Regions from separate parts of the Zea mays genome. Here region 2 is linked to region 1. Evidence: chromatin contacts called from public Hi-C data. All regions are on one chromosome and are shown on one strand. Each heading gives the region's core, a stretch centred on a gene start, on an enhancer-like site or on the middle of the called end of the contact. The rest is flanking DNA. Distances are from core to core; before and after follow the strand shown.

Region 1 (4,380 bases), core at 1,176-3,675:
GAAATCAATTCCCAGGCACAGGAATTGTATATCTCCCACAACTTAGAACAATATATTCAACCTTAAATGCACATAATGAAACATATAGATCAGATGTTTGCATATCAGCTCAGTAAAGATGACATCACTAGAAGCTTGCAGAATAACTTTTGGTTCTTTGTATGCCACACAAGGTGATAGCTGTAAGAGCAAACTATTGCAACTTACTATTACTTCCTCTGATCATACATATAAGTCCATCTAAGTTTACCCTAAGTCAAACTATGTCAACTTTGACCACAAATATAAAAAAAATGTTTATTTAGAATATTAGATTTTTCAACACAAGATTGACAAACTAGATTCAGTATGGCAAATTTAACTCCTTTCATTTGTAATATATTAAATTTTAGAAATATTGCAAGGCAAATCTAAAAAAGGTTTAACTCGGGACAAACTTAGATGGACTTATATTTGATCAAATGTGTTATTTATGTAGCCAACTGGTAATTCCAATATTTCATTTGTGTGCTGCACTTCAACATGCCTCTAGGAAAGGATATATCACTTATCTAGTGTGTCAGGCATGCAGCCATGCATCTCCACTAACTAGTTACATTAAAAGAAACTATTGAGACAACCCTCAGCAGCATGAGAAAGACAGGAAAGGAAAACGCCATGCATGTGCATCATTGATCAAACTAATTTTTCATCATTCTCTAGTTACGAAACACTCTAGAGGAAACAGATATAAAAATGACAGCTTGAACTTCCTCTAATTCACAAACAAAGCCAAATGCAAAGCATGACTTGCCTGCAATGCTATACAGCTATTCACCTGTAAGGGCAGGGTTATTAGTATTAAACAGAAAATAAAACAAGTGTTAAGCACATAGCATTACAAAGCAATTCAAGTTGTCATACAAAGCACATGAGATTGCAAGCTCTAGAGAAAATCTTCGACACGGCACATAAATACATTATTACTGCTAAACCATGTGCAGAGAAAGTTGAATCTCACCTTCCACCATTGGATGAATTATTACTGTGCTGTTGCCTCAAACTTTTGAAGCATATCACAATGTGGTGTCTGGTATGACAAGCCCCATTGGCGACGCTGCAGCTCGACCCTACAATTCTGTGTGATTATGGAATAATAATCCCTCTCAACATGCCGCTCCACTGTTGCTCGCTCAGTGCTTTGGTGTGGATACTGCTCCTCAAAATTAGACATCTTGACATAGTATGGAACTCCACGGGGGGTTTGGAACTTATGCTCATAAGGGTAGGAACGAGAGAGCGAGTAGACAGGCTCCGAGGATGGCAGAAAGTTGAGCAACAGCAGCAGTAGGACAGGCAACAGCTGAATAAGCATCCTGACAGGTGAGCCACCAGTGCTTTGTGTGCCGTGGGCATGCATCCCACCAGTCCTGAAATGGAAAGTTCTAAACTGTCCAAACTGCCTGGTGGTGGCAGGCGCCATACCACCAAAGAAGAAGTTTCTGAATACCTCATCTGGGTCAAAGTCATCCTCGTAGAACTCATTGTATGCACGGGCAGTGGAGGCCCTCCTGTGGTGTGTTACTGGCTCATCCGAGCCAACAAGGTCGTAACGTTTGCGGCTCTCAGCATCTGTCAGGCACTGGAAGGCCTTGGAGACGGCCTTGAAGGCGTCCTCTGCGCCAGGGGCCTTGTTCTTATCGGGGTGCACCTTGAGCGAGAGCTTCCGGTAGGCCTTGCGCACGTCCTCGACACTGCAGTCCTTTTCCAGGCCGAGGATCTGGTAGTAGTCCCTGGTGTGCTTTTTGACCTGGCGCACGACCTCGAGTTGCTCTGCGGTGTACTCCCTGGCAGCAGGAGTCGCCTCCTCCTCCCTATTCTTGCCCTTGTGCTTCCTCTCTCTCAGCCCATCAGCCTCAACTGCCTCCGATGCCCCTGCTGCGGCAGTTTGCGGTGGTGAAGACGGCGGGGGCGAAGAAGCCTGGGAGTCGCCTTCGGGGTTGAGAAGGGAGGTGAGGAGGTCGTCGATGGGCAGCGAGGGGTCCAGGCGCTTTGCCTTGGACAGGAACTTGATGGCGCGCGCGCGGTCGCCGGCGTCGAGCGCGCCCTTGCCGATGCGCAGGCACTTGGCCGCGTCGTCCTTGTTGCCCTCCATTGCAGATCTGGCCGCCGCCGTCCCCGGCCGATCGAGCCGAGCAGGCGGGCGACCGAGATGAGCTCACGCAGCAGTGGCGCAAGGACCGGCCCCGATCGGATCTGATCGGCTCACCTCAACCCAACCTAAGACGATACAATCGACGCGGCGTGTATAGGAGGATCAGAAAGAGGAATCCGAGTTTGGGGTACGAACCGACTGCCTAAAGAAAGAGAACGTAGTCGATTACCGGCGAGGCGACGTGGAGAAGGGTTCAGGTGCGGCGGATCGCCGGAGCCGGGGGACGCAGGGAGGAGGGGGGAAGGGGATATGGCGAGCAACACCGTGCGACGACTCGACACCCGATTTCTTTTCGCTGGTTGGGTTTTCTCTTCCATATTTGTTGCCCTTTTTCCACGCGTTAAGGTCGGAGGAATACAACCACACGCAGCATTCCGAAACGGTCGCCGATGGTTCGATTTGATATTAATCCATTTATGTTAGTTGTGATTGAGTCGATTTAAGGCTCCTTTTGGTACTCTTGTCCTTAAAAAATAGCTTCCACTTTATTTAAAGAAAAAGCTTTAGAAAGAACATCACGTTTTGTTGAATAGCTCATCATATGGTTTTTCCTACGATATAGCACCGACTAGAGAAAAACATGGGCAGTTTGAAGCTCCTTTTTACTCTCGGCTCCTATTAATTTTTAGAGAAGCTTTTCTCTTTCTAGGAAGAGCCTATTCAGTGGCGGAGCTACTTTCCAGCCTGCCTAGGCACGTGCCCCGGCTTGGCTCCGCCGATTGCCACGTAAGGGTGGCGCGTGGGTCAGAGGCGGATGGCATGGAAAAAGATGCAGGGCACGCTTGCCTCTAATCTCTAGAGCTTTGATAGGACGTGGAGAGTGTTTGCCTATATAGCTTCAGTACCAATGTGTGGATTGTTGGGGACTTGTTCTCAAATGCTATGAGTTAAGAACAAGGCAACACAGAAAATGTTAATCGGTAAAGTCCTTCGTCCTTCGAAACATTATTTCCCTTAGGATATAATGATTTTCAGACGAAGGTTATGAAGGGCGTACCTTTATTAACACAGCATACAATGACGAAGAATGAATCATAAGGAGTATGAAGAATAATATAGACAATTATATATTATTATCAACTTATTTTTGCATTATTATTATGAAGAAACAGAAATGACATTGAATTACAAATGTACCTTCAGCTTGGAAGGGGATGAAAATACAGGTGTGACACAAAAGCAAATGCCAAATCAGCGTGAACAGTAAGGGGGTACTGTTCACCTATTTATAGGCACGGGACACAGCCCATACAAAATTACATTCATGCTCTTTACATTTGATAATAATTCTATAGTAATCCACCGAGGTCTGAATAGCCTTTTCATCTTTAAGTCGGTTTCATTTTCTGCTACCACGTCGAAGCTTTCCCGCTCACATCTTCGGCGCTGTATTAACCTTCGTATTATTTTGGGCTTCTCCTACTGTGATACCGACTCGAGTCCGAAGATACCTGTTCACACATTATACTCCAGAAATACTGTTAAATTCTGTTTTTGAGGACCTTCGTACGCCGAAGGTCCCCAACAGTAGCCTCTCGCAATATTAATTTGTTTAAAATAATAAATTTAGATTGCGACATGAACGAAGGCTTTAAGCCGAAGGTCCGAAAAAACATCTTCCCTTTGCTAGAATAGCAACATTCACTGACAGGCGGGGTCTTTCAATTTTCAACGCACTGGGCGTATAAATAAGATCATACCGCAAGCTCATTTGGCACGCTCTCTTGCCATCTGCTCCCGCTCATTCAATTTTTAGCTCTTGCGCACCAAGATTTGCTTAGCTTTTTAAGTTTTGAAGCTTCGGCATTGAAAACAGTTTTTTAGTGTTTCCGAAGATGTCTGAAGATAAGAAGGCTGCTGCTGAGATGAAGCTGAGTCTCGATGAAGAGAAGAATCTGGGGTTTCTTATAGCAATGTCGAAGACCAATACAGAAAAAATCACCAAAGAGATTTTAGAAGGTTTGTCTGAAGATACTGATGACAGCGACAGTTATGATGTGGATAGTGGTGGTGAAGACTCCGAAGATCGCCCTTGGCGACCAAGCCATGCGGTTTTCGGCAAATCAAGTATCAAAGAAAATCATCTTGTCAACATGAGAGGAAGGTATTTCCGGGACTTGTCCGTTGTTAGAGCCGATGAAGGAGAAAAGACTTGTCCGAACCCTGAAGAAAATGAAGTCGTAGTG
Region 2 (4,380 bases), core at 961-3,460, 460 kb after region 1:
ACAAATTCATATATTAATTCAACACATGATTTAGACAATAAATTAACGGGTTGGGGTTGTCTTCAACCTTGGGTTCGCTCATGCGCAGGGATGAACGTCGACGAGCGGGGTTCGACGGGCAGGGAACGGCGCGATCGTCGGTGAGTGTTCGGGCATATCTCCGGTGAGGTTCCACGGATGGTGAACGACGTGGACGAACTCCGGCGAGGCACGACGGCGAGCGGTGGTGCTGCTGCGCATGGGCAGGGGTTCTTGACGGGGTGCTGCGCGGGCTCTGGTGCGGTGGCGTTGACACTAGCGAGGTTCCGGCGAGGCAGTCCGGCGTGGTCCAAAGAGCAGGACGCGAATGTGAGGAGCGAGGGAGAACTTGGGGGAGGAAGGGAGGAGGCTTGGCTGGGGAGGGAGAGCTCCATGGCGTGGCTGGGTTTTTATAGAGAGCGGGAGGGAGAGAGAGACGCCGAGGGGAGGGGGTAACGGTGCCGGTCGGCTTCAAAGCCATTAATGGCGTTCAAGGAGCTTGAATGGAGGGAGAAACATACGAGTTGAATCTCCAATAACTCAAAGACGAACGGTCGGCGGGGTCGCTTGGACTTCGGACGCGGGCGGGACTCGGCGCAGGCGGCTGCTCATCGGGGTCTGGGTCGCGCACGGCTGCGCAGGTTCCATGGGCGCGACGTCGGCAGCGTCGGGGCAGGGCGCCGGTCGGTGTCCTGGCGGTCGGCTGCGCGGGGCACCGATGGCTTCGGTCCTGTGGCTGGGCGTGGGGCGCTGCTCCACGGGCGTGGGGCAGGGGCGCTCGGGTGCACGCGGGTGGCGCGGGGTGCCGAGGCCGGGTCCTGGGCGGCGCGCGCGGGCAAGCAGAGAAGAGAGGGAGGAAGAGAGAAGGTGGGGCCAGGGGGTGGCGGCGGCTGCCAGGGAGAGGAGGCTAGGGTTAGGGGCGACAACTCCTTCTAGTTGGGCCCCTAGTGGGCTGATTAGGATTAGGGTTTTGTTTTTTTTCTCTTTTTTTTCTTTTCTAATTTCGAAATACCTATTCAAATAATCATAAAATTCATAATAATCAAACCAAAATTATTTATAAATAAAATATTAATTCTTAGACTAATATTTATTATATTATTTATGTAAATTTAAATTTAAGAAGAAATGATATTTAATATTCAAAATTAATCATGAGCATAAAAAATCATTCTAAAGGCAAATAAATAACGAATACTTAAAAGAAAATTAATTATCATAAATATCATTATTAACTAAATGCACTATTTTTATTTAATGATTTTTATAGTGTTACAAAGGGTAAATTGATTGCTAAAGTGCGGAAGTTTTGATGACGGGAAAGCAGCCGAAGCATTTTGGGCATGTCCCGGAAGCTACAGAAAATCATGGCAACGACAACCAAAGATCGAAGTATTTAACCGGGTAAAATCTGGTCTGAAATTTGTGTGGTAGTAGAAATAGAGCGGTCACATCATTAGCACAAAACGGCCGTACTAGCGTCCGAACAAATGCTAGTGTCTGGACACAGTTCTTTCTCGTTCACCTTGCTCGATGCTCGCTCGCTGGCGACCTCACCACCGGCCGTCCATCCCCGCTGCTGTTTGCCGATCCTTTCCTAATCCCAGTCCGCCGGTGACCTAAACTTCCACTTTCGTTCCCGCCGTCGACAGTTGACACCGTGTACCGGTTGTCACTCTTTCCTCGCTCGCTGGCCGCGCCCTATCATCGAATTTGCCGCCGGACAAACTATCTCTACTGCCAGGTAGTCCACCGTCCTCGTAAAGGCGGCTGTTTTGACTCTAGAGAAACAAAAATAATGTAGAAACATTAAAAGTCGATACAAATTAAAACTAAGCGAATATGTTATCTAATTAAAGTTTAGTTTATATCACATCAGCCGTTGAAATAATTGAAATAGCGCAACGACGGAGCTCCCGCAGTCCCGCGGACGGGACGCGCGGAGGAGGCCGCGCTTGCTTGCGGGCGAGCCCGGAGTCCGGAGTCCGGAGGGACGGATGCCCACGTTATATCACTTTCTTGGACAAAAGTCATTATCAAACTCTGGGAAAAAAATCAAAGATGTTTGAAATAGCGAAGACAAATTCGGAAATCGAAGACCGTGCTGCATCCTGTCAAACATGCCGTCACCACCGAAAACCCCTCACTCCTTTGGTCGAAGCAGTAGCGCGGCATCCAAATGACCCCCTGCCGTCCGTCCGCTTTGGTCGTCAGCCGTCGCGCCTCACCTCCCCGGCAAAGCAGGTCGCCACTAGGACCGCGAGGAGGCTCTGGCTCGCTGCCCGATATATTGATTAATTAATCGCCCGTTAATTGCCCGCTAATCCTCTGCCGGCCGCTGCCGCCTCGCTTTTTCTCGCTTAAATAATTGCCTAGTCAAGCTGATCCAGCTCGGCGGGCTGCGGGCGGACTTGGGGAGACAGACAAACATACAGAGAGAGAGAGAGGGGCAGAGGCAGCCCGGGATCCGATCGGGCGGTCGATGCTACGGCCGGTGGCGGGCGTCGTCGGGGCATGGCTAGCCAGGCTGCGCGGCGAGGAGGCGCGATGAGACCACCGAGCAGCGGCGTGCGCACGGCGGCCGCGCGGCCGCCGGCCGCCTCGTTCCTGCTGGCCACGGCGGCCACGGCGGCGCTCGTCGGAGGGTTCTACTTCTGGTTGGTGGTCTCGTCGTTCCGGCTCCCCGACTCGGGCGCCGTCGGGTGCCGCCCCGACGGCGAGGGGTCGTGGGCGGTCGGCATGTTCTACGGCAGCAGCCCCCTCGCGCTCCGTCCCATCGAGCTGGTGAGGCGGCGTGCGGCGCTCACCGCTCAGCTTAAAAACAGCTCCTTTCGTGCGTCGTTGTGGTGTGTGAGTAGGTTGACGCCTCGAGTGCTTACTCTTGTCTGGGGTGTAATTTTGGTGGCCAGGAAGGGAGGAGCAATGGCAACAGCTCGGCGTGGCCGGTGGCGAACCCCGTCCTGACCTGCGGGACTGCGACGGAGGCGGGGTACCCGAGCAACTTTGTCGCCGACCCGTTCCTCTACGTCGAGGTGAGGCAGAGGCACTGCTGCTGCTTGTTCTGCCGCTCCTCCCCGGGGTGGAACTCTGCTTCGCGTAGATGTAGGGATGGTTTGCAAATTGCCTAAGCTATGGGAGCAAATCAGTGAGAAAAATAATAAATTCAGGCTCGCTTACTGAATTGGTGATGTCGCTGTATTCGACAATTCAGCACCCACGCAGGGCTTGAGGGTTTAGTGTTTGGTTTTTGGATACTTAAGAGGACACAGATTAGTCAGGCACATAACAGATAATGCTGTTTGGCTGATTGCCTGAATACCATTGACAGTGTCTTACTAGCGTGTGAAAAAAAATTTGTAACTGCCTTGTCTCAGTTGAGGCATACAAAGTTAGGCCCACCATGTAGTGGCTGCTACTCTATGATGTGCAGTATACTACTAGTATGTAAGCATGGTTTGGGATGAACTAATATCCTATGATAAGATAGTACCCAGGGAGTTTTAGTTCATGAAAGGATTCAGATCTAGTTGAGATAGACACCGAAATGTGCTTTGCTTAGGTACATAGGAAGCTTGAAACCATTAATCTAGAAGTTGATCTGTAAACAGGTACCACTTCCACTATCTACTTGTCAATAACATCTTTCCTTGGTAGAATATGTATAACCACGCAGGAGGAGAAAGTTTCTACAAATGCTATTTATCAGACTAAATGCATTCTTGATAATTATTTGCTAGGTTTTGTCCAATGAGTAGCATTCTTAAGTTGAGATACTATTTTCCAGGCTTGCATTTTCGCCTGCTAGCTCTCATTCTGATACGCTACTATGCATCTCCTAGGGGGACACACTATTTATTTTCTTTGAAACAAAAACAACAACCTCAATGCAAGGTGATATTGGAGTTGCAAGAAGCTTCGACCAAGGTGCAACGTGGGAATTTCTTGGCATTGCACTAGATGAGGCATGGCATCTGTCATATCCTTTTGTGTTCAAGTATGAGAACGAGGTAGATTCTTTAACTTCAAATCTACTTGACAGAACAATAACCATCTATGATGATGTCCAAATACTAACTCTCTCTCTCTCTCTCTCTCTCTTCTCTCTCTCTCTCTCTCTCTCTCTCTCTCTCTCTTAGATTTATATGATGCCAGAGGGAAACAAGAAGAAGGAGCTGCGCCTTTATCGTGCTACTAAGTTTCCCCTCGAATGGACATTGGAGAAGGTTCTTGTCAATAAGCCACTTATTGATGCCTCGTTAGTCCAATTTGAGGGATACTGGTGGCTATTTGCATCTGATTTTACACGGTATGGTGTTGAGAAGAATGCGGAGCTTGAGATTTGGTACAGCAATTCTCCTCTTG

What was found. A called contact is a pair of places that touch in the nucleus more often than the background predicts.
Region 2: a Hi-C map of bundle sheath shows a contact between it and region 1, with 3 times the contacts expected there. The contact joins the promoter of LOC103635268 here to the promoter of LOC100272688 in region 1. A contact is called at or near these places in 2 of 25 Hi-C or Micro-C datasets (bundle sheath and leaf).

The regions. Positions count from the first base shown.
Region 1 is chr8:63,104,064-63,108,443 of Zm-B73-REFERENCE-NAM-5.0, forward strand. It overlaps LOC100272688, which reads right to left and starts at 2,426. Exons shown (of 2, transcript NM_001147144.1): 1 at 1,001-2,426. The coding sequence starts at 2,134. The coding sequence ends at 1,022.
Region 2 is chr8:63,562,798-63,567,177 of Zm-B73-REFERENCE-NAM-5.0, forward strand. It overlaps LOC103635268 (glucosamine inositolphosphorylceramide transferase 1), which reads left to right and starts at 2,211. Exons shown (of 4, transcript XM_020542424.2): 1 at 2,211-2,802; 2 at 2,928-3,050; 3 at 3,858-4,025; 4 at 4,155-4,380. The coding sequence starts at 2,533.